Regions from separate parts of the Mus musculus genome. Here regions 2, 3, 4, 5 and 6 are each linked to region 1. A link is a contact called in public Hi-C, HiChIP or PLAC-seq and promoter capture Hi-C data. All regions are on one chromosome and are shown on one strand. The core of a region is the stretch at or near the end of the contact, and the rest is flanking DNA. Distances in the headings are between cores, read along the strand shown. Region 1 has its middle 10 kb from the start of Gm23538. Region 2 has its middle 61 kb from the start of Klf12. Region 3 has its middle 87 kb from the start of Gm34361. Region 4 has its middle 21 kb from the start of Klf12. Region 5 overlaps Klf12 (Kruppel-like factor 12). Region 6 has its middle 180 kb from the start of Gm34361.

Region 1 (4,473 bases), core at 1,202-3,701:
TCTTATCTAATACACAGATCATTTCATCCTTGAAACCAACCTTTGTGCTCCTATTTGGACATCCTCCTAGTTTTCTTACCTACCATGTTTCATTTGCTTGCTCATATCTTATCTTCTCTATTAAGAGACATGCTCTATCTGGTAGCACCTTAGTCCATTTGTCTTGCTATAACAAAATATCATAAACTGGGGAATTATAAACAACCAGAGTTTATTTCTTACTGTACTAGAGGCTAGAAGTCCAAGGTCAAGGCAATGGACAGGTTTGGTGTCCTGTGTCAAAAGAATGAGAAGGTTCTGTGATTGCTACTTTCTTTCTGCTTCTAAGGAGGTTCCTTGATGATGCATCCTGAAGAGGGGACAAAGATGGAGTGTTCACTTGGGCAGAGAGAAACAAATGATGAACTCATTTCCCTGCTAATCCCATTCATGAAGGCTTTGCTGCCATGAGTCCGTTGCTTACTTACTAAGGCCACCTCTCCTAACTGTTTGTAGTGATGATTCTGTTTCAATACATAAATCTTAGGGATGCACACACTCCTAGTGAGGGTCCTATTTGCATCAGCATCCCTAGAACACCAGCTATTTTATTCAAAGGTCTTTACTGAGAGATTACCACCACTTTTGTATTGGCAGACATTTAAACATTCTAAGGAGAGACAAGTGTGAATCTCTCTTTTGTTACCAGCTGTTGAAATGATGGCCTCTGGGAGTTTCCTCAGGAATCTGGTGCTGGGAGGAGAAACTTGTCTTCCAAGAAGAGATTTCAAGGAGGGCGGTGGTGGCGCATGCCTTTAATCCCAGCACTTGGGAGGCAGAGGCAGGTAGATTTCTGAGTTCAAGGCCAGCTTGGTCTACAAAGTGAGTTCCAGGACAGTCAGAGAGAGACAGAGAGAGAGAGACACAGAGAGAGAGAGACAGAGAGAGAGAGACAGAGAGAGAGAGACAGAGAGAGAGAGACAGAGAGAGAGAGACAGAGAGAGAGAGACAGAGAGAGAGAGACACAGAGAGAGAGAGACAGAGAGAGAGAGACAGAGAGAGAGAGACAGAGAGAGAAACAGAGAGAGACAGAGAGAGACACAGAGAGAGACAGAGAGAGAGACAGAGAGAGAGAGAGACAGAGAGAGAGAGAGACAGAGAGAGAGAGAGACAGAGAGAGAGAGAGACAGAGAGAGAGAGAGACAGAGAGAGAGACAGAGAGAGAGACAGAGAGAGAGACAGAGAGAGAGACAGAGAGAGAGACAGAGAGAGAGAGACACAGAGAGAGAGAGAGAGATTTCATAGTGATGACAAACCGTAGTGCAGATGGGTCAATGGTGCCATGCCTACACATTGACTTGGACTGCCCAATCATGCATATATCCTACCATCCATTTAAACCTACACCCTATGACAGGACCTGGAAGATGGACTTTGTTCCTCTTCCCAGTGTGCCTCACTGAATAAATTTCCTTTCTCTGTGTTCATTGTTACTTTAGGTTTAATTGGCCTCCTGAGGACGGATGGCTCAGCTATTTGTTAGTGCTGCCAGAGCCAGATTCGATTCTAACACATTACGGGAGTGGAAGTGGCTGCCTCTTTTCCACTCAAGCAGAGTGCACAAGTTTCCCAGGCTGTGCACCATCGAGGTCTTAGTTGGACAATTAACAAAGGACTTGGGAACCATCTAATCCTTAGCTTATAAGCATTCTTATGTTCTTCCCGTTTGACATCTACATTTTTACTCGTAATGTATGTTAGTGCAGCTAGGGTTTCTGAGGGCCATTGCCTTACTTACTAGACATAGAAAATGGAGTCATAAATAGAAAATGAATAGGCCCCCACTTGACTTTGGAATTACCCTGGCCTTCAGGGTCAGAGGAAGGGGGTCACTGCTAACCCCACATGCAAACAAAGGCAGGTGGCCTGTACTGCCTTGCTTGTTCCTCACCCTTCCTCTCAGCAAGCGACCCTTTCCAGGCTCATCTGTACAGACATCCTGAGGAAGAAGAAAAGCCACCCAGTGTCTGCCCTTTCTTCCTAGCATAATGTTTGAAAGCGTAGACCTTGGCCAGATGGGACACACTTGGCAGATGTTCCGGAGCACAGCATTGCAACTGAAGAACTTTCTTCTTGGAACTCTGTCCCAAGGGCAAGGGTAGGGGTGAACAATCGAGGATGGCTGAACCCGGAGAGGCTCTGCTCTTGGCCAGCTGCAGCCTCTGAGGGATGTCACAGCCTGAGGCACTATCAGTCCTTGTAGCTTTCCCTATAAACTGGACTTACTAGCAGCCAGCCCGTGCCCAGCCTTGCCCGGGACTGGAGGGAGAGGGAGGGAGGGAGCTAACAGCACGGGGTGGGGAGGGTGGGGGGTGGGGTGGAAAAAGGGGCGGCACAGGAAGTCAAGCTGAAGCTGGGAGTGAGGACAGCAAGGGGTGGGCCGGGAGGCAATGAAGTCAGAGGCAGCAGGGACTGCAGCTGAATCAATTTGGAGCTAAAAATAGCGCCTTGCCGCTTCTGCCTCCGCAGTGATTTCCTAAAGGTCTCAGCTGCGCCTTGGAGAGAAAGCCAGCGTGTGTGTCCCCACCTCTCCTCCCAACTGGTGAGCGGAACAAAATAGCGGAAAGCAGCGGGAGCAAAAGAGACTTCCTCGGAGTCTCTCTAGACTGCAGCCTCCCTGTGTGCAGAGCCCCTGAAAGGGCCTCTGCTTCACCTGTTTTCCTCTGGAGTGGGATAATTCGAAATAAGGTCTTCCGAGTCTGAAAAGAGGTAAAGATCCCAGACATCTATGAAGAATCCAGACAAATGGGGCCCTTGACTTTCAAGCCGAGTGCATCAAGCATAGGACTGTCCATTCTAAGACTGAAACTGTTTACCAGACACAAGATAAAAGTCCTAATCTTCAAAGATGGACCATCGCAAAACAAACCCGCCCATGCTGGCCATAGGTGAAGGTCTGAACCTTCTGAATAAAGTTTGCCTTTTTTCAGGAGACACCAATTTAGGGATCAGTTTCCCTGATTGACCCCTCCACCCACCCCCAACTCCACCCCCACCCCCACTCACACACTGGCTAAGAAAAAGACAGCGCACATAAAAGTTTGGCACTTGGCAGAGTGATTTTCCCCCCCGCAGTGTGGGGAGGTAACCTTTCTGCAGCTACATCTTGACATTTGCATGGATTCAAATGCATCATAGGTAATGGCACCTGTGTGCCGAAGCCTCCTGATTTGTCTGTTCCAGCCACGGTCTGAATGAGGACTTTCGAGCTGAGAGATCGAAGGCAAAAATGTGCATACAAATTATGGGAGAACAGATAATGGGACGGACCATAAAAAGGAACAGGTTGGATTGATGTCTCGCGGCTCTCCTGCAGAAAGCATCTGTTCAGATTAAACAGCCCAGCTTTGGAAAGTGTCTAAGCTAGAGTCTTGATTTTAAAATCACCATTAATAATCATCTGTCCATACTTTTGAGTTAAGTATCAATTGTATATCCTTCAGAAGGAAACTAATAACATATACCTAAGCCCCAACCGTACAGGCAATCTTTTCAAAGGGAAGCCCAGTCCTCAATTCTTACTTTTAATCAAGCAAATTTGAACTATCGATGCTCATCTGTGGAATATGTGGAGACACATTAAAGGTTTCAAAGACCTCAGACACTATGAGGTTCTGTAGGTGAAGCCCCTTGTTCATTGTCTGTCTTGCTTTGAAATCGGTTCACTCTCCTGGAAGGAAGCAATAGTTCCTGTCAGAGAGAAAAGCAGAACACTGCCCAACTTGCCAATTTGACAAACAGCAAACTGTTATCAAGCACATTGGGAATCCGGCTTTCTCAGGAGGACCTATTGTTTACAGAAATATCTCAGCTGAGAAAGAAGTAAACATTGCCCCTGAGCTGCTGTGATAAAATTCGCATGGCTTTCTAAGGGTATTTATAACCTTCGAGGGGGAAATCTGCAGAAAATTTAGAATTGCTACAATGGTCCCCTTTGGTGCTTCTAATAATTTTTGGGCCTATTTCAATATTCCAATGACTGTTTTCACTGTCAAACAATGACCTCTGAAGTGAAGCCTATTTCTGCCCTGTTGGGCTCCTAATACAATTAGTAGAATTAGAAATGGGTAGGATGAATGCAAAAAGGAAAACAAATCAGTACTTAAGATGTAATAGAACTACATTTATTTTGTTCTGTTTTGTTTTGTGTTTTGTTTTGTTTTGTTTTGTTTTTTGTTTTTTTGAGACAGGGTTTCTCTGTACAGCCCTGGCTGTCCTGGAACTCACTTTGTAGACCAGGCTGGCCTCGAACTCAGAAATCCACCTGTCTCTGCCTCCCGAGTGCTGGGATTAAAGGCGTGCGCCACCACGCCCGGTATATTTTCTTATAAAGATATATTTGAAAATATGAAATCGTTTTTGAAGTTTAACTAAACCATCATCATCCGAGTCACGTTTAAAGCACAAATGACAGCTTCCCAGGCCATGGTGGGA
Region 2 (4,882 bases), core at 1,468-3,967, 540 kb before region 1:
GGAGGAGGAGGAGGAGGAGGAGGAAGCAGAAAGAAAAGGTAAGAGAATTATAACAAAGCTATGTTCCTGCTGTGTTGGCAGTTAGGTGCAATGTGCAAGCCAGTCAGTCAGGTTAAGGGAAAAGTAGGCCAGGTCTAGCTGCCTGCAACCTTCAAACCATTCCTCACTTGCGTGTCTCCCAAAGAAACTTACTGTGCATGGAAGGTAGCTCAGGCGTGTGTTCCTAGCATGTACTAGGTCCTGAGTTCTATCTCCAGCCCCAGACAAACCTGGGTATGGTGACACACACCTGTAATACCGGTAGGCAAGCAAGAGGGTGTGGATTCCAAGGTTCTCCTTGATTATAGCAAGCTGAAGGCCGGCCTTAGCTATGTGAGACTCTGTCTCCAAAACAAGCGGAGAGGGATGAAGGGGAAGAAGAGAAAGATGGGAAGAGAAGGGGAAGACAGGAAGGGGAAGGGGATAGAAGAAAAGTAAAGAGGGAAGGGAAGATGAGGGGAGAGGAGCAGAGGAGAGGGGAAGGGGAGGGGAGATAAGTAGGAAGAGAAGGGGAGGGAAGGGAAAGGAAGGGAAGGAGGGAGGGAAGGAAGGAAGGGGAGGAGAAGAGAGGAGGAGGGGAGAGAAGAAAAGAAAAGCCGTCCAAGGAAAAAGTTCAGTGGATGGTGATGCCTGGCACAGAGTAAATCAGAGGCACAGTGGCAGGAGGATTACAAGTCCAGCAGTACATAAAAGGGTATAAAGGAACGTCCCTAATGTTCATATCTTTTAAAGAATCCATAGGGAACTTCGCACACATAGAAACAGAGTACAAGGTTATATGCAACAAGAGATATATGCAAAGAAGTCCTGAATCCCATGAAATAAAAGAAGGAACTCCACTCATTGGAGCAGCAGTTCACACTGAGTTGCTTCTTTTTACAGACCATGAATCACATCAAGGGTCTCAGACCTCTTCCTGCCAAACCTCTCAAGGGTGCTTTGGGTGAGTGATGTCATGATGTACATCCTACAAACCAGGGGGCTGAGCATCTTGTCCCATTCACACAGCAACGAGAGTGGAGAGGGGTTCCATGATAGACTCATGGTTCTAGATCCTGGTTTTTAATGACTTCAGCAAGAACCAGGATTTACAGGAACCTTATAAACACCAGGAAAAGAGGATGTCATTAAGCTTTTTCCAATTTTCCCCAACAAAGTGACCAGCCAGTTACTAAACAGTCTTCAATAGAATTCATTGAATCAAATTCCCATGATGTTTGGACTCTGGGTAAGAAGATGAGCAGATGCCCTGGGCTCTCAGTTTCTTCGTCTGTAATTGTCAACGCCCCATGTGCTACCTTGGAATCAGTCATATAATGCATTACTGCAGAAACTGAGAATACCCCCCAAACCCTAGCCATTTCTTTCTGTCCAGAACCAATTGGTGACCAATTGAGTAAATGTTTTGGGGCTAGTTCAAAGGAAGCTGTAAAGATTACACTATAGTGAATCTACTGTGCTGTACATCTGTACTGTATCTACCAGGCTGGTTCAAAGGAAGCCAAATAAAGATTACAATACTGTGAATGTACCTTACTGTACATCAGCACCACAGCTACCAAGACCACATGCCCATTCACACCTTGACTTTGTATTACAGCGTTAAGATGGTGATCACTTAAAAAAAAAGAAGAAAGAAAGAAATGGAAAGGTCCTGTCTTTCTAAGTATAGATTTTAATCAGCAAAAATGAAGACTATACAATCTTTCATAGGAAATAAACTGTACTTAATTTGAGGGGTTGGTTTTGAGTTGTCAGGTCCTAGGGCTCGCTACTCAGAACGAAAGTGCCTTCGGAATCACCACAGTTGTCTGAGATGATGGCCGTCCTGTTTCCAACACAAAAGGTAGCTTCTTATCCCTGGATTCATTGCAGAATCAGGGCAGAGCCCCGGCAGCTGAGTGTACTGCTGCTGAAGGACAGACAGCATGCTGCATTCTTTATTCTAGGAAGTGTCTCCTGGGAGGGCACCCCCTGCCTCTACAACAGAAACACTTCCCTCGGCGGGTGGGCGGGGCTGGAAAGGAGTTAACGTCTTACACTCAGAACCCAATCTCATTATCTCTAAATTTATCTCTGTTTGGTTGACGTTTCTGGACATTTTTTTTCTGAGTCTCTAAAGGGATGAAGAAGCTGTGCCTACAGTTTTAGATCTTGTCACCAGCGGTTAAAACAGCACCCGGCAGAGAAATCTGTAATCCATCAAATATTTATTTACATTTTTTTTCTTAAAGATTGGTAATGACAAAGCCCACAGGCAGAGCTCATAGAAAATTAAAATACATTTCAAGTTACCAATTTTTTTTGAAAAATAAGAGATATTTTTAATAAGGATTTAAAAGCAAGTTTCTGATATTTCTTCCTACTAATGGTTTCTTGTGAAGTGATTCACTGTCCATCATGATAGTCAATTTGGTGTATGTGTGTGTGTGTCTATGTGTAGCATATATGATATGTGTGTGCATGTGTGTGTGTGTTTTTTTTTTTTTAAATTTGCTCATTGTCTCCTACACTGTTGGGTCAGCAAAGTACAGCCCTTGAACTTCTGACCTTTTGTGGTTCAAAAGACAGTAAGACAAAGAAAAGGAAAAACTCAAAATGTTTTATTCTAAGGGCATGGTTCCTTTGGCAGTGTGCTGCCCTGGCATGGACAAGGTTTGATGACCAGTACTGTGAAAACTAAGCGTGGTGCTTTGTGGTTGCAATCCTTGCACTTGCGAGACAGAAGCAGGAGCATTAGAAGGCAAAGGACATTTTTCAGCTATATAGTAAGGTCAGGCCAGCGTAGGACACCAGAGATCCTGCCTCAACTTGTAACAATTTGTCTTCTGCTTCGAACTATCATGTAAACATGTAAACTATACATGTTTACAGCCCATGTATCTTATCAAGGTGGACAGGACCAGTCCCAATGGGGAAGAAGCTAGAGGTCTCCTTTAAGGGCTGCGTATAGATCCAGTCTACCCTCTTCCAGCCTGGGCCATTACACAAGCCCTCCAGTTTCTCAGTGGTGCCAGAGGCACTAGGTGTGAAACAGGGATGCTGTCAGTCAGCAGGGAAATTTTCTGCCTCTGAAAATGTCTCTGCGCTTCCTCTGTACAGCACCTCCAGCTGCCTCTGCGCACCCGCCGTGTCAGGATTAAAATAGCTCAGCCTTGATGACTTCACTAGTTCTCACAAACGGGCCAGTTGGCAGAAGGCAAGCACTGCCTGCTCCTGTGGGGAGGGTTTCTTCTTTTTTATTTGTTCCTTTCCTTCTACCCCCTAATATGAATACTTGGTTTCATTTTGACTCTGAAAGACATTTCCTTTCTGAGGTTCAATTCAGCACGGAACTTCATGCAGATTTCTCCAAATGCCTTTAAAAGGCTCAAGCTAAAAAGAGGTCACTGGAAGCCAACACTGACTGTATTATAATTTCTGAGGTGAAACTTCAAGGACATTAAAACTACTGGGTAAGCTAACCTTACATAACCCAATAGTGTTTCGTGTATTAAGGAGCAAATACCTCCCCCCAAATCTCAGTGATACTTGATGATCAGCCACAATTTTGAACATCTCATTTCGTGTGTTTATTCTGGCTACAAGTGAAGATGCCAACACAGAGCACCAAGGTAAAACACGACCAGTACTAACCACAGTGAGATGAGAGAGCGCTGTGGAAGATGATTTTCCCTCATCAGAGCTAGCTCAGAGAAACTGTGAAATTCAAGAGAAAATGGACATAAAGCATTCATGCCACAAAACAGTATATTTCTCAACCAAATACCCAAATCTTATGTGAGCGTTTTGAGTTTTCCCTTGGAGTTTTTCACTTCCTCCTATAATTTACCATGCATTAGGAAGATGCTTTTTCTTCTATGAAAAAGAAGGTTTTTCTTCTGTTCCAGAATCATAACTCAGTGCTGCACTTTGAGTCCAAGAGCGCATTTAGATTAACTGCTCCAGTGCCCGATGGACATGAGATTTATACTCAGAAAAGACTCCCATATGACTCTGGGGATACGGAGCTAATGAAATAATGTGGCTCACTGGCTAAAGACGGCTGCGCTGAAAGGTACAACCACTGCCCCTAAGAGTGGAAGAAAGGCACTGACCCTGTCCTCCAGCCCACCCACCTCCATCCCTCTCCACTCTTCTGGGTGCCTTAGCATCTACAGTGGTATCCTCTTAAAACCACTCCCCCCCCCCCCCGACCTATACATCGCAGAGAACTTTCCAGTGAACAGGAAAGCATCTACATGATAGAAAAAATTTTAAAATGTCCTACAATGGTGTGTTCATTGCACAAGCACCTGCTGACTATCTCATGTGCAGCAAAAATGATGATGGCTGTCTCCAAGGGCAAAATAGATATGAAAATGGTCTTTAAGAGCTGCAAAGAGATGGCCCCGTCAGTAAAGTACAGCCTGTGTTTAATGGCAAGAACTCATATATTAAAAAAAATCCCAGGCATAGATCCTCAACACTGGAAGGAGGAGAGGGGCTTACTGGCCAGTCAGCCAAGCCTACTCAGTGAGCCACAGGCCAATAAGAGAACCTGTCTCAAGAAATAAGAGAAATGGCTCCTATTGTCACCTGAGGTTCACCTCTGGCCTTCACATACACATATGTGCATATACAAGTGCACCCAGGTACAAAGAAATTCACTCAGTCCTCTCTTTAGATAAATATTGTACAGCTACATGGATTTAACACTGTGACAGATACCATCATAGTATGTGTGTAAGCCCAAGGCAGGTCTTCTTCTCTGTCCTCTACATTTCATTTACAAAAGCTCTCTCCCTGAGCCTAGAGCTAGCCATCTGGCTACACCACTGTCCGTCAAGCTCTGGAGACTTGT
Region 3 (4,861 bases), core at 999-3,498, 540 kb after region 1:
ATATGCAAATAAGAGGTTATTTTTGCCTCTTTTCAGTTTTATGGGAACCAGGCAAGAGAATTTCAAATAATGTCATTTTCTACCACCGTTGAAGAATTGACTTTTCTGTTCAGTTCATCCTGTTTTCTGAAGGCGTCTTTATCTCTTTGACATCAGCTAGAAAAGATTTAAACATAAAGGTTTGAGAAGTCAGTGCAACTTTATAAATATATCATTTCAAAGTGGAACATGTTCATCCCAGCTTTGGCACCTAACTGGAAAGGATCATTAGACCCCATTCCCATAGGGATAAATGCTGAGGCTCTCACAAGTACAGTGATAAAAGATTTCTATGACAGTGGAACTCAGGTCCGTGACAGAACCTACATCTGTCCTCATAGGATGGAGTATGAGAAAACCCTACTGGCCAGGACCAGGATACTAACAGATTAAGACTGTTTTGACATGAGTAGACTTCAGATACAGAGTTTTTTATTTTGGTGAGATTTCGATATATGAAAGGACCTATAGGCCTGACAGAGCTAATATAGGGAAGATAATGATGATGTGGAGACGCTCCATCAGGAACATCCAAGATGTGCCTTGGCGTGTACCACATTAAAGAATCCAATAACCATTAGGGCCGAGTCTCAGATAAGCAGGTAGTTTTATTGTTGTTGTTGCTGTTGTTGCTGTTGTTGTTGTTAATGCCTATGAGTAGACAAAGCAAAGTGTGGTCATTGAGGGGAAAAGGCAAGAGGCCCACATTCAGTAGTCATTTGGGCTGGAAGTACAGGCAGAACTGAATATTAAAATGGGGGGGGGTGAATACTTCTGAAAAGCTTCTATCATGAGATGCATGAAAGGTAGCACCTAAAATCAAGATGACATGAAGTTCCAGATGGGGCTGATCTCCAATAGGAAACAAAAGCTGTTCATAAGAACTCTGGTAAAATGCTACAGAATTACTCCAGGCATGTCTTACCACATGCTGCTTATTTGGGCTCTTCAAATAGCCCTTAGAGTGGCAGATACAATACAGTAAAGGTAAGTAGAAGGATTGGTGGGACCTTCAGCTGTGAATTTTGGAACGTGATTAAGAGGGAGTCATTTAGAGACAGGGTATAGATGGACTGGAAAAGACAGGACATGGCTAGCCTCAGTGTCGTCCTTTGGAGAATAGAAAATACTGTTGACTCGCAGCTGAGTTATCATAGCTGACTATCACAGAGTTAGAGCCCAAGAGATGTAATCTTCACTTTCTGTTCCCCTATCCAAAGATGTCTTCCAACTTGGAAATGTTGGGCAACTTAGGAACACTGTGGTCATGACAATGATAAATATTTATTGAGTATTTATTCTGTAATAATCACCGTTTTAACAATTTGTGGGTAGGGTGTGTGTGTGTGTGTTTGTGAGTGTGTGTGTGTATGTATGTATGTATGTATGTATGTATGTATGTATGTATGTATGTATTATGTGTTATGTTTGTCTATCTGTCTGGTTGGTTAGTTGGACGTTGTTTATTTTTATACAGAGTCTCAGGGATCCCAGGCCAGCCTCCAACTTTCTTTGTAGCTGAAGATGACCATGAACTTTTGATTCTCCCCCCACCCCCAAGTGCCGAGATTATAGGCATGCAGCACTACATCTGATATGTGTGGTGCTGGTGATTGAAAAAAGGACTTCTCTACTCTATCAATTGAGCTACATCCCCAGCCCATTGTCTTAACTTCTTTCTGCATTATGCCACTTGATCCTCTTCATCATTCAACGTGACAACTAGTAGCATCAATCTATCTTAAAGCTGCAGACACTGAAAAACAAAAAGCTGCTCAATTTGCTCAAGGTTACATATCAACTAGTAATGGTGCCAGGACTGGAACCCAGGTGTGAAGCCCAGATCAATGGTTCATTAAACACAGTACCATATTCCTCTATGGGATAAAAAATAGTGAAAGCTATGGAAGACAAAGAACTGGTCCAATAGATTCCTATTTAGAACACCAACGACAGACCAGAGGAGCATGGAGAGAAAGCAGTCAAACTGTCCCAGCACATTTTTTTTATATATAGAATTGATTCTAGGAGTCATTTCCCAGATTGCTCCTGGCATGAAACTCTGTCATCACATGCATGGCACAGCGAGGAGATCAAGGCCAGAGACGTCATGTAATCATCGTGAGCAATGCTGCTGGATGTAGCCCTAAGTGGTGCTTAGATACAACTAGTCCCTGTATCATTTTCTTCTGATCTGTGATTCATGAGGACAGCCAAATTCCATGTATTCCATACAAGTATAATCTACCCACAGAAACTTTCAGTATCAACTTATGCCCCCAAGGAGCTGGAAAATTGAATGTGGATTCCAAAGGCATCTGTTTAAAAATATTTTCAATGGTGATTCATAAAACGAAAATAGAAGTGGAGAGCAAAGCCTGCTGACACAGGCAGTGTATCTCAGTATGCTTGGAACCCTTTAATATGATTCTTGTCAGTTTTTCATAAGGAATGCAAGTTCATGGTAGATAAATTAGAGCAGTATTTTAAAATATTACCATGAAAAGGTGATCATTATATATGCTTTATTATTTGACCTTCCAAAATGTCACCCTTACTACTCATTTAACCTTTAAGACAAATAGAAATCCATTTATCATTCTTACAGTGTACTGTGTGACTACTTTCTCACTCATCGATATCATTAACATCATTCTCTGTTCCATACAGTACTCTGTATTTTAGAGATTTAACATTTTTATCTGTACATGTATGTGAGTTTATTCCACTTGTCCACGGATGGCTACAGAGGCTAGAAGAGGTTTCTTGGAACTGAAGCTACGGGTTGTGAGCCTCTAAGCATGGGTGGTGGGAACAAAACTCAGGTCCTCTGGGAAAAAAGTCAGCACACTTAACAACTGAGCCATCTCTTTAGCCCTATGGTGCCATAGTTTAAATGATTATTTCAATTTTTATTTTGTTAATTTACATAATTTATTTCATCGGCTCTACTGTTGGGTATCTTAGTCCTTATTGTCATTATTAGCACATATTGCATTTATGTGTTATGTGTTTTGCCACATAGACTTGTTGACATTTGGATTCTACTTTGCCTTGCAACTTTACATTCAGAAATTTAATTTTAATATTTCTAAGAGATGCCTCGTTTAGCCAAGGTTTAGCTGGAATTCATGACATTCATGATCTTCCTGCCTCAGTGTTCTGCAAGCTAGAATAATAACATGAGGTGCATCATTTGGCCTAATTTGTAATTGTTATGTATCTCTATTGTGTGTGCAACTCAACTGCGAATTCATCATTTAGCACCATATTTTAAAAAGAAAAGACTTTTTAAAAAACTTTCTAAAAATTACAGAAACATTTGTGGAAACATTTCTCTGGGAGTTCTGTGGCATTAGATCAGATATCTAGCTCCAGTAAACATCTAGCTCCAAAAAATATTCATATTATAATCCATAAAAGTAGTAAAATGTCAGTTATTAAGTAGCAGCTGAAATAATTTTATGTTTGAAGGTCACTACAACATGAGAAACTGTATTTAAAGGGTCACAACATTAGGAAGGTTGAGAACCACTCTTCTATGGAGTTTGTTGTGGGTTTTTTATTTAATACTCTTCAAAGTGAACTCATTCTTGATAAATCAGATATTAAAAACTAAGTTTGACATATGTGTATATACACATATCCACATAAAAATAGTTAATGAAAAATGGCTGTGAATTAGGAATAGAGCAAGGGGGCATATGAGATAGTTTGAAGAGAGAAAAGGAAAGAGAGGAGTGCTATAGTTGTATTATCATTTCAAAATAAAAGAAACAGACATAATTAAAAACCTAAGTTTGTTTCCTAAAACAATACAGAGGTGAATCTGCATTGTTGGGGGAAGCCCCTATAGAATACAAGAAATCAGGGTAGTTTAGATCTGAGATTCTTTTAGAAAAGGAAGGGATAAGTTCTCCTTTCCTTCAATGCTGATACACGGGTACAACAGAGAAACAGAGACATGGCCTCTGGTGTTGAGCTCCAAGCTGTACTGACTACCTTTCTTTAGCGAATGTATTCATTTCCCTCCACAGATGTGAGCACTGGCTTCAACCCAGATGTAGAAGACGATGCTGCCTCTTCCTGGCTCCTCTCTCTGGTTTAGAACTAACCAACGCCCTGGCTTCATATGTTTCTTTATTGAGCCCCTTGGTCAAAAAGAGAAAAAATAAATGCCTCAGCTGCTACTAGTACCAATTTGCAAAGCATGTAATTTGACTACAGAGACCTTATGGGTTTTTCTTTTTAAATAGCAGCTAAAAATCTGACATGTTCTGCACAAATTACAAGGCCTTAACAAGATGCTGCGTGTCTTTTCCTTTGCTGACTTTATTTCTAATGCAATTTTTTGAGGTCATACAATGCCTTCACTATTAAACATTAATAACTTTAACATCTATTCATTATTCCATGGCCACCTTTTAGCTTTCTGTCAGCGATAGCACCGGCCGCTGGTTTCAGATGTTTTTCCCCTTGGAAGAATCTGTTCATGACAGTACTTAACAGCCACTCAGTTAGCAAAGAGCCCTAAGACAAGAGAGCGGACAAGTTAATGGTGTAACAAATCAGTTGTTAAGCTAAATGGTCAGTTTGCACAGTACGCTATTATTGCTTTATTGAACCCAACTTAAAGATTTACAGCAGTTACATTTTATTCCAGGTACAAGATGCACAAATGAAATACCGAGGGGTGCAGGTTTGTCTTACGCGGCTTTCATTAAGAACCCAATTGCACGGCAAAGTCAGTTAGAATATATCTCGTTCCGTGTGACAGCCAATTTTCCACCAAGATTGGAAAGTCTGGGAGCTTTTTAATCCT
Region 4 (4,916 bases), core at 955-3,454, 580 kb before region 1:
ACAAGCCTGGGGTTTTTCTTTCAACAATACTATATTGCTATATACATATTTGACTAGTAAAGCTGATGTTAATTAGCTGGGTAAGAAATACGGCTATTCCTCCATAGTCATTCATGTATAAGTGATCAAGTTAAACTTTCTGGGTCTCAACTTCCTATGAAATAAAGGGGTATGAGGCCTTCTCTCCTTCTTCCATTACAAAGTATGGACTCTGGTGCCACATTCTTTCTAAATGCACAAGTCGATAAGGAACATGCAATGAGTTGAAATAAATTAACATTGGTCAGCAGAGTATTTAAATTCCAATTCTACATGGATGAATTCATGAAATTTGACACATCATTTTCAGTAGCTCCCAACCAGCTCTGGAGAGAAATATCATGCGTTAAGTATTGAGCCAACAGACAACCATCATGCCTCCTTACCTTTCCCATATTGGCACTGTGAGCACATAAAAATGGGGGCCATGGAGGGAAATGCCATCCTTATGTCCCAGAAAAGCCTGAGAATACAGCAGTGGCTGAACTACCCTGTAAAGCGGTGCAGGAGACACCACTGGTCTTGGGGAATTCGGATGGCAGGGATTCCTTTCCTACCCAGTTCAATAAAGTGCACCAGTATTGCAGAGTTTATTTCGAACTGTAAATAATTGCATTCCCGACCGTTTTTTACCACAGCCACTTGAAGCAGCTCAAGACATGTATGTCACGTTGTCCTGGGTGATTTAAAGCAGTTTATTGTTTACAATAGTGTCTCAGCAGTAAAAACGCAATCCATAAATCAGGCCCTTGCCAGGCAGCGTGGTGAGTGCTTTATGCGAATTATCTTAAGTAATCCTCCTGGTAACCTTGTGAAGAAGGGATATTAACCTCCACTTCAAGGGTGAAGGAATAGAATTTGACAGCTCTCAAACCTCAGAGCACACATTCCAAGTTGCTTGTTTTCTGCCTGATCCCAAAGTGCATCCTCTCTTCCTGCGACCCACCCTGCTTCTCACTGGCAGCTGAAGGCTCTGAGCCTCATCAGTGTGGTGTGTCTGATGGTTAGGGCACTGGCCGGGCCAGGTGAGAAAAGAGAATGCAACTAAAGAAACAAATGAAAGACTGCACTTTTATGTTCAGAAGTTGTATGCTTCTGAATAACTGGACCATTGATGACTGATGAGCGAGTGAGAGTGAGTGAGTGAGTGATTGGCAGTCCTGGGTACTAAACCCAGAGCCTTGTGCACTACTGCAAGCACTCTCCTTGTCAGCCACACCCAGATCCCAACTAGATGTCACTGAGGTATACAGGACTGTTAGCATGAATAACAAATGAATACACTATAATATATAACATTCTGATAACATGAATAACACATGAATACAGTTACAGGTGTGGCAGATCTCAGTGGTTGCGACAGGGCCCTCAAATGATGGAGGTCCTTGCCTGAACCAAGGATTAGACCTTGATCCCTGCTGAGGAGCCCGTTCTGAGCACCAGGAACCAGCAAGGTCTAATTTTGTTTCTGTCTGTGCAGCATGTCTCTGCATACTGAGCAAAGGGTATATGTGTAAGTGTGTAAGGGAGAGGTAGTGTTTATTGTTTGCAATGGGGCTCTCCGCAGAACACTACTGTAGAACTCCCAAGGAAATGCCAACACCTCCATATGTAAACTCCCCAAGTGCACGGATTCACACAGTACGGAAGGGCGATGCCTTGGTTTTTCAGAGCAGAGCTCATCAGAGGTTATTACATTTGCTTACACTTTGTTGGTCTCTGGATACTGAGTCAGCTCTGGCCTTCTTTCGGGCTGAATTAAACATCCCTTCTGTCTACTGCCAAGTTCCGTGTCCCTACTCACAGTCCATGTCAATTTTAATTGTTCCCCATCCACAAAGTGGATAAATTAATACGTGCTTCACAGTGAGGCCGCCATGTCTGAAGAATGGAAGCACTGATACTTGCCAGAAGCGTTTGGTAAAGCTCCTCTCACTTATTTGGTCTTTAAAACATGGTACTAAGAATACTACTAGGCCACAGGCACTGCCAACATATAAGATCAGAAAAGAAAACCAACCAAGCCTGTCCCCTGCTTAAACCGTGCTCACTGTAGAAAGGAAAATGATCATGCTATTTCTAGAAAATGTGGACTAACTCGTCCCACTCCCACAGAGAAAGAGAAGTCACAGAAGATTGGCTCACATGTTTTCACATCCAAGTGGTAGAAATCAATTAAACACACAAGGGAAAAGGTCCCTCTGGAAAGCCACCCACCAGGGCACCTGGCTCATGAAGAGTTTGAGTTTATGTTAACTAATTTAAAGTATCCCAGAATTAGCCTTGATTTTGCGTGACTTCTGCACTCTGTTTCATGGCCTCCTGGAGATAATCATTTGGTTTCCTTAACAAGCGAATCAAGCCTTGATTACTTTCACTATAAACTTCAATCTTTCCTTCACTGAATCAGACACTTCAATTCCTTCCTTCCCTTTCCACTTAAATCCAGTCTCCATTTTTTTTTTTAAATTGCCATATTTCAGAGAGCACATCAGCAGATTTTGTTCAAATGCTAAAAATGTCTGAATCACAGGCCTGGAAAATTTGATGAGAGCCGTAAAGACGGGCTGATTTACTACCAGTGGCTACTTCAGTAGCCAAGGTGTCCACAGAGCACTGGTAATGTGGCCAGATCCATGACATTGCTCTGCAAGAATTCCAATTTCAAGAATCTTGTACAAAATATAATTGTAGGTGTTTTATTTCTGCTAATAGCATGTAGAAACTGTAATCTGTCTGGCTAGAATAAATGTACTACGGCATTGAGATGAGATTCCATTTTGTTTTGTGTTTTTAATGAGGCAATTAGAGACTTATTTAACCTGTTCGACTTACATTTTTATTGGACAATTTTGATCAAGGACCCACATTTAAACTCACTGTACCACATATTAGGAATCTCCCCAGCCTCCTCTTGGAGTTTGTGTAGAAGCCCTTACTGATATGTCTACTCTGTCCACTGACATCTCAAAAGGCATGTTTTCTTGTTTAATCTAGCATTTAATGTATCTGGATATAAACATATCATAACATGTACTGTTAGTTTAATGCAGTCTTCTGCCCCCTTGGAGAGCTATAATTGTACAGAATGTATTGGATGCTTGCTGGTACCTGATTTTTATCTCACTAGATTATCAATCATTAGTTCTTTGAAAACTCTTACAAAGTGGTCTCAGAAGTGGTACATGTGTCTTCCAAATCAGGCTCATTCATGCACAGCCATGCCTGGACAGAAGTGTCAAGGACTTTCCATAATCCTCATAGCCTATTAAAACCAAACGAGTCCCAGAGGGCCCAAAATAGAACCCAGCATCCAGTCCCGGGTTCACTGTTAAATCCTGGGGCATAGCTGTGCTACAATTGATAAAATAAAACGAAGCCAATTCTGCATCGCACAGCCACTTCAGTGCTAATGGGAAATGCACTGGGCAGTATACATCATTAACCTGAATACAGCCAGGAATATTACATTACAGATCTGTTCAGAAACCCCAGCCAGACAATCCTCCTAATTCCAAAATGTCAAACATTTCATTCCCTCTATCAACTTCTCCATATTACTCAATATTTCTCCTTTGACTGTCCTTGGGTGTTCTTCTAAGGATACAAAGTGATTGACACAGTACGTAATGTTCATAATACATAAAAGGAGGAAGAGACTATATGTGTGCTTAAGGAATTTCGCACCCCACACCACATCGCAATATTCATTAGTCATCCTATGTTCTCCATAGAGAACATGTAACCACTGCCGTCAAACATACAAGCTCTTACAAAGTAGCCTCCCTAACTCAAATAGACACTGTAGAAGCAGGTAGTTGTTACCCGACCACTCTTAGCAAACCAGATAAATAGAGCTGTTCCCAGAAGTAAGCAACTTACTCATGTGTCCAAATCTATGAAGTCTCAACAAGAAGTGACACAATAAAGCACATTCAAACTTACTTTCCATGACTGCCAGAAAGGCCTTTCAAATGTCACTGGTCCCCAGGCCCAAGAGATGGCTCAGTGAGCAAGACCACTGGCTGCTCTTCCAGAGGAAACAAATTCAATCCCCAAAACAAAATGATAGCTCACAACTGCCTATAACTGATTTTTAGGAGATTGGATGCCTTTTTATGACCTCAGCAGGCAACAGGCACACACATGCTTTGCACACACACACACACACACACACACACACACAGACAAAATAATGCTACAGATAAAAAATAAAATAAATCTGAAAAAAAGAATGTTATTTTCTTAAATCTGGATTGTTCTCCATGGCTCCTCTTTAAAATGATTCTCTGAACTCTCACATCTGGGACTCCCTTGGGTCCTAAGCCAGGCTTGAATTTACTTGATGACTAGCCCAATACTCTCCCCTTTTTCATATCGTTTCCAATTGCCGAAGGAAGCCAGCAGTCTGCACACCTGTAATGAACCCATAGTATCCTAATTTGAATGCTGTAGTTGATTGACTTAGGAAGCTATGAATCTAAGTGTGACAGGAGGTAGAAAGTGTCATCAAATGAGGAGAGGGACTCAAGTGAGGACGGAGCAGGCAAGGATGAGGAAGAGGCTAGGCCACTGCACCTGACGACCTCTGCTTCAGAGTTACATCAAAACAAGATGAAGACTCTATTCCCATTTATGAAATCGCCGATTTTTATTATAAACAGTCATGCATGCAGAACACGCCATAGGTTACACATCAGCAGCTTCATTACATGGACTGTATGCTCCTGACCTTCGCATTCAAAACATCCTTGAGGACAAAGAAGCCTTACACTCTAAACTCCAGATTTACCTGCCTTGTGCATTATTGCCGCTGTGCACGAGCAACATAAATTCGTACAACAAAACCTGGCATTTCTTCCTGAAGCGCCAGTTGT
Region 5 (4,690 bases), core at 417-2,916, 810 kb before region 1:
GCTGCTCAGCACAGATTTTCTGCTCTGCATGGGGGAAGGGGGTGATAATTATGCAGAAAGATGGAGGGAGGCCAGACAGCCCCTCGCTGAACTGCCTTATTCAAGCACAGCCCCACTTCCTGCTGATCTGCAGCCACAAGGATCACCTGTTGGTCTTGGCAGCTGTCCAAACTGGGGCCCTGGCGGAAATGACAGAGTCAGCGAGAATGAAAGCCGGTTTATACTCCAGCCCCTCAAGATACACATACTTATCTTTCTCATGTATGGAGATACATCCGAGGGAGACAAGAGTTACCTAGAAGGTAGCAAAAGCCATTCTGCCCTGCTTTCTTGAAATAGCATACTCACAGTGAATTTCCTCTCTAGAGCCTCGCTGACGTCTTGGTCCCAAGAGTTAAGTGTATTTTCAGAGGTCATTTGCTTCAAGGATTCAGCTCTCCACTACTCACCAAGTCCTTCAAGCCTTTATCCCCTTTACTGCAATCCTGAAGCCCAAAAGTACAGAGAAACCCTGTCGTCCTCATGGTCACCTCCAGCTGAAGTTGAATGATCACAGTATCTGGCATCATGGCTGCCCACTTCACATCTCATGGGAACATGAGGGAGGGAGGCTTGGGTTCACTACTCCGTAAGTATAAAGCCTTCTAGACATTGGTATCTTTGAGAAAAAAATTCGGTGATCCTAGACCAAATTCTATAAATACACAATTTCCATCATGGTTTGGGGGGGGGGGGCGAGAAACAAAAGCAGAAAACTGATTCTGATTATCTGTATGACCAAATAATTCTAACATTTCTTAAACTCAAACGAGGAACGGGCAAGTATCTTCTTCCTCTGAGTCTACTTCATCCAAAAATTCAGATCACAACTCTTACATGTCAGCTATCACTTAAAATTTTACTCCTTCAAAAGGACATGCACATGCCAGAGTTTGGGTGAGCTCCATTTTAAATGGCAGCCCCTCTGCTATCTGCCTTTTCCCCACATACAGCAGCCAGGCAGGTAGCAGAGTCAAAAACCCAGTAGCACAAACTACCGTCTAATCTGCATGTCATGCATTATTCATGATCCCCTGATTTCTGCACCTGCATCTAGGCAGGAAGCTTGCTGGGCACGTTCATTATTCTTCTTGGAGCCTCACACAGGCTCCATTACTCCTGAGCCACTTTGTTCTGTAACTAAGGGTTTCAGGCCTTAGTGCTAACTGCTGGATATGAAAAGAAAAGGGACACTCCAGGCAGAAGCGAGGGAATGATCTTGGTGTTGTGTAACACAGCGGATCTGACAATGCACTCTACAGATACTGATTGCTATGTGGGATATTACTGCTCACGCGGGGTGATTTACATCACACAGAAGAGGCCCGGCGCACCACCAGGGCCCTGTACACCAGTTGTTCTATTTATACACACTGACTCATCTGGGGCTCCAGGCATGTTACGATTTCACTTGATTCTGAGCTTTTCTTCTTTTTCACTTTCTTGCTATGTTTGAACCTCTTTGATATCTTAATGTAAAAATAATTCTCCCTTCTATGGGTGCGAGGACTGAACCTGCTTCTCAGATTCTGTGTCATAATGACTGTTAAGAGTTAGGAGACTGACGGCTCTGCTCTTCAGTGCCTCCAGGAGGCGACACGAATGACTGGCAGTAAGAGGTGGCATGTGGAGTCTCGGTCCTAGACACAAGCTATGAAGCACTGATGAGTTTCTGGGGGTGGGGACACTATCTCACCCACATACTGTGCGGCCACTTATGACATCAAGGAGAACTGACACAAAGAAATGTGGGGTGCAGACTGTCTAGCCGCCTTTCCTGGGATTAACCCAAAGCGTTGCCAGCTAGCAACAGTGCATTCTAAGGCAAGTCACAATATCTACCCAGATCTCAGTATCCGCATCTGTCCAAGGGACATTGTTACAGTTATGGGAAACACACAGAGGACCACAGCCTCGAGCGTTTGTAAGAGGACTGAAACAATCCCATTGTCTAGTCACCTAGTGTCCCATGTCCCTATGATATTGCTGTAAGCAAAACTACAGTGCTGCCAGTGACATCAATGTCTATCACATACAACCATGCTCAGTGCATACCATGACATCTGATAGTGATGCTCAATGCACAGCGAATAACATCTAATTGCGATTCTTACTGTCCACACCACTGATTTATGTATGAATTATACTGTTAAAGTTACTTTAGAGTATATGACTGCTACTTGTGCTTAGAACAAACAAACAAACAAACAAACAATTTAAATGCTTTTATCCGTACTGGGTTTGAACGCAGGATCTAACAGACATGCTCTTCAAGTACCCTACCACTAAGGTACCACCCAGCTCCACTGAAGCACATAGCACCATGCAACTAAAGTCTCCTTTACTAAGTCTCCTGCCCATAGACATCCATACCACCCCTGTTTTCCAATCTGGTGTTAATTTTCAACCTTCACATCCCACACTATCGTAATTTGTCACTCTTCTCTCGGCAGCTCTCTTGTCTCAAAAAGTGTGGACCATCTTCTAAGCTTTTCTGCTTCTCTTTGGCTTGGCCTTTCAGCCACAAGTGTGTTTAGGGTTCACTTTATGTCCTTTTTCTCTCCCCATGTTGATGCTTATTCTGTTATTAACTGAAAACATTTCGAACATGGCTCCCCTCGCCATCTTACCACCTACATAATAATCAGAACAGCCATTTCTTACTGGGTTTCCTTCTGCCAATTTGTCACCCTTTGATCACATCATGTCACCTGATCACATTTCCAAAGAGCTAGCTGTCCATGTGGCATGAAACCTAAGCATAAAAGTAAGCAATTACCTGAGAGTCTCTCAGCTGATCTTTCCAATGTCTCCCCTAGCATACAAGTCTTAGATGGAATCAGTGTGCCATGCTTTTTTCTAACTTATCTTTTATGGTATGAGTGCCTTCCAGTCCACAATTCCTGGTGATGGATAAGAAAAGAGATTACCTACTTCCAACCCTTACTTTGTCCCTTTCAGGCCTCAATCAGACCAGGGTTTCTCAGTCCTATGCTGTCTCTGTGGGGACAGGAACAAAGGAGGCATCTCAAGAAATAGCACTATGACACACAAGGCTGTCCCATGTAAGAGAGATGGCTTTCTATTGACAAAAGCAGGATAAACTTCACACACCAAGGTTATCAGAAAACCAAATAGACAATCCAACAGCAATAACAACAACAAACCCACTGTCTCTCTGGCTCTCAGGCTCTGTGTCAGGACATTGCATCCTACTGAAAGAGTCAGAATAAACTACTTCACAGACCAAGGAAAGTTTCTATAGGACATCACTCTTCTAGCATCATTAGGTATTTAATAACTCAGAAATTAGCACACATAAATACTTGCTATTGCATTGTCTGATTCCTCTATTATGTATAAGCCAACACCTTTACCTACAAACTACGCAAATGGCCCCAGAGTCCTTTTAAGTATTCACTTTACTGCAAAATAATTCACTTGTCAAGGACTTAGAAATAAACCCACAGTTATTATTAAGTATCAGCATGTTTTTATGCAAAACATATGAAAGATAATTTAGAAATAATCATTGGCTTTGCTTTTTCTTAGACTCAAAGCATCAGGAACAAGTTCTCATGAGTATTCAGGCTAGTCCAGATGGTATGTTAATAGATACATGCTACACCTGGACAAATAAAGAGGATGCAAGCATTAAGTGAAGTGATTTACGAGCATTACAAATGCCATATATCAAAGTGTATGAGTCATATCATAAGTAGGTGTTTCATGTGTTGGTGTGAGTCCATGGTTTATGCTGTCAACCGTCTAAGCAAAAGAAGAAATTTTACACACATACACACCACTTTCTCTAGTTAGTATAAAGAACAGTTGATTCCATTTTGATACTATTATCCATATATATGTTGTCAACATGTTAACATATTTTTTAATCTTTCTTTTAGAGCCTTTTTTGACATCCTCTCCTATGTGAAGGCATCAATATTTTTAGAGGCATGGAGTGAAATTAAACAGCATATGGAATTCATGTTATGATCATTGCCTTCCACATTTACTGTAACACTTATCCTGATGCAGCAGGCATTCAGAGACTTTACATTAAAGTGTGTTAAAAAGTATAGCCTGGGCTGGAGAGATAGAAAACTCAACCAAGGACCTGTCTGTCATAAAAGCACGGGGGCCTGAGTTCGGCTCTCCAGAACCCAGGAAGAACCTGGCTGTGGAAGCATGCTCAGAGAACCTTAGCACTGAGTCACCTCAAGAAGACCGTGAATGGAAGCTGTGAGTTGAACAATGTGGTCTTGTCCAATGGTGAGAAAGAACTAGGATGTGAAGATGACATTAGAATGTAGATGCTCCGGTGGATGTCTAAGGAGACAGGAGCAAGGGCAGGAGGACAATACCAACATTTCTTCTATTGTGTGGCTCTCTTATCTCTTCTATGTAGCCAACTTGGATGGGATGCCACTTACTCATATTTCAATGTAAACTATTACTTGAGTATTTCCCCATCCCAGGCAGTGCCTTAGGCCTCCGATGTGCTGTAGATCCCTGCATGCTGTGGCAGTGACTGTATCAGATGTAGGAGGCGCTCTTGGTTTTGACAGATCTTCTGGTTTCAGGCTGCCTGTCCTACAGAGTCAGGGCACAGAGACAAAGGCCCACACAATGCCTTGTGCTGAGCAGTGGC
Region 6 (4,880 bases), core at 1,164-3,663, 630 kb after region 1:
GGTTGAAGTGTTCTCTGTATTTGCTTCTTTGCATCAATCCTGAAGGGCTGGGCAGTATCTTGCTAAACTCCGGTATTGACTGGATAATGTTTTTATTCTCCCCTGTGAATGGTTACTGTCTGACTTTTAGCCAATGGAATTTCTGATTACCAGTGTTTGGTTACGGTGCCGATAAACAGGCATCATTGGGAGGTTTCTACAATCTTTTTTTTTAAGAAAATAAAATGAGCCAAAAGTTTAGAGGCAGGGGGAAAATACTATCATAGTATGCTGATCTCGAGAGTTTAAACTTTTAAGACAAAGTGTATCCTATTTACTCCCCAGGAGCTAAAAACATGTCGTTTTATGTCAGTTTGTAATGAATTAGCACAACTCTTTGATCAATGACATCAAAGACTATCAGCAGCACCAATAATACAGATGTTAAAAATTTTTTTCATTGATTAAATGCCTGAAATCAATCAACCTTTTGCCATCCTCTTTCCCCCTCCCTTGCTCCTGCAGAAGTGAGATGATTCAAGTGAGTTTGAATCTGGATCCACGTAGCCTCCCAAGAAGGAGGATGGGGGAAAATGGGATCAACTAGACAGTCCACTCATTATCAGCGACTGCAACTGAACCCACCAAGACCTCATGTAGTTCAAGTTCCCTCCTCCAGGAAATATCAAAACCCAAGTGGTCCTCACACACTGAAACAGAGGAATTTCTAGCTGTGTTTCCCGTGACCACCATGGCTCCCCTGTATCCTCGCAGCCGACACAGCCCAGGTTGGTACAGCCCAGACTGGTGCCGCATCCTCGCAGCCGACATAGCCAAGGCTAATGCCCTTGTTCCGTTTGTTCAAGTAACTTTTCCAGGGCTCTGCTGTCAGGCGAATTATCTCAGAAACAAGCAATTATAACCACATTCACAGCTCCCTAAAAGGGTGAGTGCATTCTAATAACAATTTCTCATGAAAGAAATACAGTAATTGAAGGATTGGCAAGGATATCGCAACAGACCAAGACCTCTGGAAGATTCCCCCGCCCCTTCTCCTCGCTCTCCAAATTCAGAGAGGAGAGAGAGAGAGAGAGAGAGAGAGAGAGAGAGAGAGAGAGAGAGAGAGAGAGAGAGAGAGAGAGAGAGAGAGACTCTGCACTTTCTTCCCATTGGAGAAATTGTCCCTTTCCATCCAAATCTACTAAATATATTCTGCAAGGGAAGAACATATAGCCGCAGTAACAATAAGGAGTTTGGCATTCTGGGTTCTGGCCACGCTGAAGTCTTCAATATCGATGTGTTCATCTCTTGCTTATATTTTGTTGAACATAATCACAATGTAAAATATTTGCAGAGTGTTCTCCCTGAGGTAACACATGGAGAGGTGCTTTAGAAAGGCAGATTATCCTGCTGACCTAAGGTAAATTTCATCCTTTGGGGAATTAATTCGCATCTTTATCAGTATAGCATAGTACAGCTCAAATCAAGCATGGCGAGGCTTTGAGGCAACCAAACTATCCTGTATTCACTGCTAGATACGGTGCTCTGAATGAGTAGAACAGCCTCTCAGATCTCAATCTCCAGTGACTATAATACAGCAGCCCACAGTTGCAGCCTAGAGTCGCACGCTAACACGCATGCCCTCGATGCTTGCCCTCAATGCTTTACCTGCCCACAGCGATTTTTCTAAGACTGGGTGGTGAATTCTTTGGCATTAAGCACTTATCTCTGCATCCCCCACAACACAGAATAAAAGGCTTTCTCCATCCTCCTAGTCAGTAGCTAGTTGTTGGATTGATTAACCATCATTCTGAATAGTTTTTCAGATACTGGACCTCTGAAGTGACAAATAAACACACACTTTGAGCCAAGTAGTGAAAACCTTGTCAGACATTTTACCCAAAGGAAAGAAAGTTTTGCTTATTTGTGTTTATTTATATATTTCCTTTCGGACAAAGTAAACGTGGACCAGACGCGACACTACTCATATCGGTTTGTATATACGCATGCCTGCACACGGATTGGGGCTTTGAGACCACTCATTCCATTTGGTTCTGGAAACAAGGAAAGTAAACCATTGTAGGAGAGATAGAAAATGTCTAACCTTGCTTTGTTTTTCATGCATCCTACCAGAGCATTAGAACAGAGGGGAGACAAAAGGTAATTGAGCTGGGATCCGGGGAAAGCATTTTCTAAGTGAATAAAAGGCCACTGTGATGAGTTCAGCGGCAGAGGGAGTTCCCAGGCACATCTCCCGAGACTCTGGAGTCAACCGAAACACAAAGGCTTTCTTTCTCAAAAAATGCAGGGAATGCTAGCTTTAATATTTGCCTCTTGCCTGCGCTGGTGACACCGGTTTGGACCTCAGAACCCCACCAATGGGTGGCAAAGCTGGACTGGACGGATGGCTGAGCGGAAGCGGAGCGCCATCTACTGGCGACTGGAACAAAGAACGTCCTTTAGTCTCCCGCTCTGTTCCTGGGAGCAGTCCTGCTTCATTTATAGCCCTACAGCTCCAAAAAGAAATGACAAATTGCACGAGCTTCTTACCCCTCCATTAGCTCTCCTTCCCCAGTTAACCTTAAGGAGAATACACAAAGGAAAGAAACTGTAAACATTCTGGGAAAAGAACGCAGTAGTAGGGGGCGGGTGGAGTAGCCTGGGAACCTACTTGGATTTAGCTATTTGGTAAGGCTCAAGCAGGGCACTTCTCTATGCCCTCAGCTCCTCTGACTAAGGTTGCTAAATGCCAAGAGGCTCATAGAGTGACCTGAAACAAAGGCAGAGGGGTCTGGACACCCCCATCTCCCGGGACTACCCACCACACCTCCATTCCACTGTAGAGACTCTGCAGGAAGGGCTGGTTTTCCGCTGTGGTTTCCCCCTAGCCAGCAGCATAGAATCATTTGGTGGTCCCTCACCTTACCGTCCTCGTGCTTTCTGAGGAGAATTGGGACCTTTTTACCTCTCAATGGATCCTAGAATTTCCCCCAAGGAATTCAAAGAACACGGGGTTGTCCGTTTCAAAGGGTTAGCATAGCAAAACCATAACTCACTACAAGATCCTAGTTAGAAAGAGTTCCCTCTCTATCAAATCGAAATAGCAAGACCTGATAGCACTCTCCGTGAGGTTTCCAGTGACAGAAAACACTGTGACCTAGCCTGAGGGGGCTACATGTAGAACACAGTGCTTCCCAAAGTGTCTGCAGAGTGTGCTCTTCCCCAGAGGGCCTTCCTTGGGACGCCGGAAGTTGACTGTCTCACCCACCCTGCTTCTCAGCAAAGTCCCAGGAGTATGTCTCTAAGGCTAGGTTTTCCGTGACCACCACAGACTTTAGCATCCATTTCAAAAGGATGGAAGCCTTAGATGATGATGATGATGGTGATGAAGACGACGACAACGACGTCGACGACGATGCTAGTGATGATGATCTCAACTAGAAAAAAGAAAAATGTTTTCAAAGGGCTTGATGGCTGTTTTCAGAAAAGCCTGCAGTAGGTTCTGCATATTCTTGGTTATCTCTTAGGATTAAAATCTTAGTTCAGAACTTCAGAGAAGACAAGCTCAAAGTGGCTCCTCGCTCTTCACAGTGTAGCCTCCCTCAATTTCTAAGTTAAGTCCATACTTCATAGGAGAGCGCAGAAAGCATCCCACTTCAGTGATGACTTAGGTGACCATCTCAGATGCAGGAGTGCACGACTTGAGCAAGAGATCTCTGCAGATAGCATCCAGTACACAGACTAGCACTCCATCAGAGTGCACAGGCTCCCCCATCTTAGCTTTTCTGTATGTGGCTCTACTGTCTTTCATTTCCTGTCACCCAATCACATCAGTTCCAGAGCCATGCAGGTCTAGGTACTCATAGGCACCGGGTTCTTTTGTAATTGTTGATCCCTGAGCTCTGTTCCTGAATGATGGTGGATACCTGCCTGCCTGGGCTGCTACACACGGGATGTTCCAGCTCTCTGGTTTAGGCTCCTCGGGTATTTTTTCTTTTAATCTCATTTTGAACTCCATGGGTATAAATGACTCGCTTTTGAAATTGCTGATTCTTTGCTTACCTTCAGATGCCCAAATATTTTGAATGTAGAAGCCCTAAATGTGGAAAAACTGTAATGAGCACATTCATAAATAGTTAATACTAGTATCAACATGACTTCTGGAGCAAGAAACATAGATCTCCAGAAATGACTCATACCTAATTTTTGCCTGGAGTCAGTATCTTCTGGTCCAATTACCTTCCCTTCTCTGTACTATTGTAGTGATGTGATAATGCTCAAGAGTTCCTCCCTAGAACCTGGCCCATTCCAGCATGAAAGTATGGTGCTACGCTTGGGTAATTTAGAAGTACCATTAAGCCATAAGAGGACAACCAGAGTTCTAATGAGTTTTTGACTTCTGGTAGCTGTGACACAAATAGGCTCAGACTGAACATCCCACCACATACCTTCATCCAAGATTCTTACGTAATCTAAATAATAACCTTATGATGACACATTATCTCTCTTAATCTAAGAATAAAATAAAACACAGCAGTGTTAATTTGCTTATCCGAAGTAACAAAGTGATGTGGCTGCATACTGAACTTGAGATGGCTGCAAAGCTCAGATTCTTGCATTCCTTGCTATACATATTTGTCTTGCTGTGGCCACCTTTGTGGCAGTATTACTTGTTCTAGTATGTATTTTATGGCTGTGATAAAACATGAAAGAAAGATTATGGGAGGAGAGCGTTTATATCATCATTCAAGTTACGGTTTATCAGTGAGGGAAGTCAAGGCAGGAATATGAAGGCAGGCCTGCTTGCTGTTCCAAGCAAGAGGACCATTAGCCAGGTAACTTACTTCTCATCCAATGTACAGCAGGAACCACAGGGGAGGCTGCTTGCAAGCTGGCTCCCT

What was found. Promoter capture Hi-C pulls out the DNA fragments that hold promoters and counts their contacts. Hi-C and Micro-C count contacts between places; a contact is called where the count stands out from the background. HiChIP or PLAC-seq counts read pairs in DNA pulled down with a chosen protein or histone mark.
Region 2: an H3K27ac HiChIP or PLAC-seq map of large pre-B cells shows a contact between it and region 1, with 9 times the contacts expected there. The contact joins two enhancer-like sites. A contact is called at or near these places in 2 of 115 datasets of contacts at active chromatin or transcription factors (embryonic stem cells and large pre-B cells) and 1 of 9 other capture datasets (embryonic stem cells).
Region 3: a contact with region 1 is called in a Hi-C map of adipose-derived mesenchymal stem cells, with 1.9 times the contacts expected there. The contact joins two enhancer-like sites. A contact is called at or near these places in 8 of 39 promoter capture datasets (the 3T3-L1 cell line, 3T3-L1-derived adipocytes, cranial neural crest and 4 more), 5 of 484 Hi-C or Micro-C datasets (the HL-1 cell line, adipose-derived mesenchymal stem cells, cardiomyocytes and 1 more) and 2 of 115 datasets of contacts at active chromatin or transcription factors (embryonic limb bud and stem cell-derived neural progenitor cells).
Region 4: a contact with region 1 is called in a promoter capture Hi-C map of liver, with 2.8 times the contacts expected there. The contact joins two enhancer-like sites. A contact is called at or near these places in 5 of 39 promoter capture datasets (cranial neural crest, liver, second pharyngeal arch cranial neural crest and 2 more), 5 of 484 Hi-C or Micro-C datasets (all in embryonic stem cells) and 1 of 115 datasets of contacts at active chromatin or transcription factors (embryonic stem cells).
Region 5: a contact with region 1 is called in a Hi-C map of cerebral cortex, with 2.4 times the contacts expected there. The contact joins two enhancer-like sites. A contact is called at or near these places in 14 of 39 promoter capture datasets (the 3T3-L1 cell line, cranial neural crest, embryonic stem cells and 7 more), 2 of 15 datasets of contacts at CTCF or cohesin (embryonic stem cells and stem cell-derived epiblast-like cells), 46 of 484 Hi-C or Micro-C datasets (the HL-1 cell line, the N1E-115 cell line, cerebellar granule neurons and 14 more), 17 of 115 datasets of contacts at active chromatin or transcription factors (SST interneurons, astrocytes, cardiomyocytes and 7 more) and 1 of 9 other capture datasets (embryonic stem cells).
Region 6: a contact with region 1 is called in an H3K27ac HiChIP or PLAC-seq map of neural progenitor cells, with 17 times the contacts expected there. The contact joins two enhancer-like sites. A contact is called at or near these places in 6 of 39 promoter capture datasets (cranial neural crest, frontonasal cranial neural crest, liver and 3 more), 13 of 484 Hi-C or Micro-C datasets (the HL-1 cell line, adipose-derived mesenchymal stem cells, cerebral cortex and 5 more) and 5 of 115 datasets of contacts at active chromatin or transcription factors (embryonic basal ganglia, forebrain, neural progenitor cells and 2 more).

The regions. Positions count from the first base shown.
Region 1 is chr14:100,747,875-100,752,347 of GRCm38.p6, forward strand. No RefSeq gene overlaps it. Among named protein-coding and RNA genes, the nearest start is that of Gm23538, 10 kb to the right of the region's middle. Within about 2 kb of position 2,452, at least 183 of the 459 cell types and tissues checked have an H3K27ac peak or open chromatin away from gene starts, as enhancers often do. A contact at or near this core is called in SST interneurons, adipose-derived mesenchymal stem cells, cerebral cortex and 8 more, where this site is marked.
Region 2 is chr14:100,208,069-100,212,950 of GRCm38.p6, forward strand. It overlaps a transcript of Klf12 not described here. Among named protein-coding and RNA genes, the nearest start is that of Klf12, 61 kb to the left of the region's middle. Within about 2 kb of position 2,718, at least 130 of the 459 cell types and tissues checked have an H3K27ac peak or open chromatin away from gene starts, as enhancers often do.
Region 3 is chr14:101,285,748-101,290,608 of GRCm38.p6, forward strand. No RefSeq gene overlaps it. Among named protein-coding and RNA genes, the nearest start is that of Gm34361, 87 kb to the left of the region's middle. Within about 2 kb of position 2,249, at least 10 of the 459 cell types and tissues checked have an H3K27ac peak or open chromatin away from gene starts, as enhancers often do. A contact at or near this core is called in adipose-derived mesenchymal stem cells, where this site is marked.
Region 4 is chr14:100,168,712-100,173,627 of GRCm38.p6, forward strand. It overlaps a transcript of Klf12 not described here. Among named protein-coding and RNA genes, the nearest start is that of Klf12, 21 kb to the left of the region's middle. Within about 2 kb of position 2,205, at least 8 of the 459 cell types and tissues checked have an H3K27ac peak or open chromatin away from gene starts, as enhancers often do. A contact at or near this core is called in liver, where this site is marked.
Region 5 is chr14:99,943,250-99,947,939 of GRCm38.p6, forward strand. The region is part of intron 4 of Klf12 (Kruppel-like factor 12); the gene reads right to left. Among named protein-coding and RNA genes, the nearest start is that of Gm22970, 170 kb to the left of the region's middle. Within about 2 kb of position 1,667, at least 120 of the 459 cell types and tissues checked have an H3K27ac peak or open chromatin away from gene starts, as enhancers often do. A contact at or near this core is called in SST interneurons, cerebral cortex, embryonic basal ganglia and 5 more, where this site is marked.
Region 6 is chr14:101,377,133-101,382,012 of GRCm38.p6, forward strand. No RefSeq gene overlaps it. Among named protein-coding and RNA genes, the nearest start is that of Gm34361, 180 kb to the left of the region's middle. Within about 2 kb of position 2,414, at least 39 of the 459 cell types and tissues checked have an H3K27ac peak or open chromatin away from gene starts, as enhancers often do. A contact at or near this core is called in neural progenitor cells, neural stem cells and oligodendrocyte precursor cells, where this site is marked.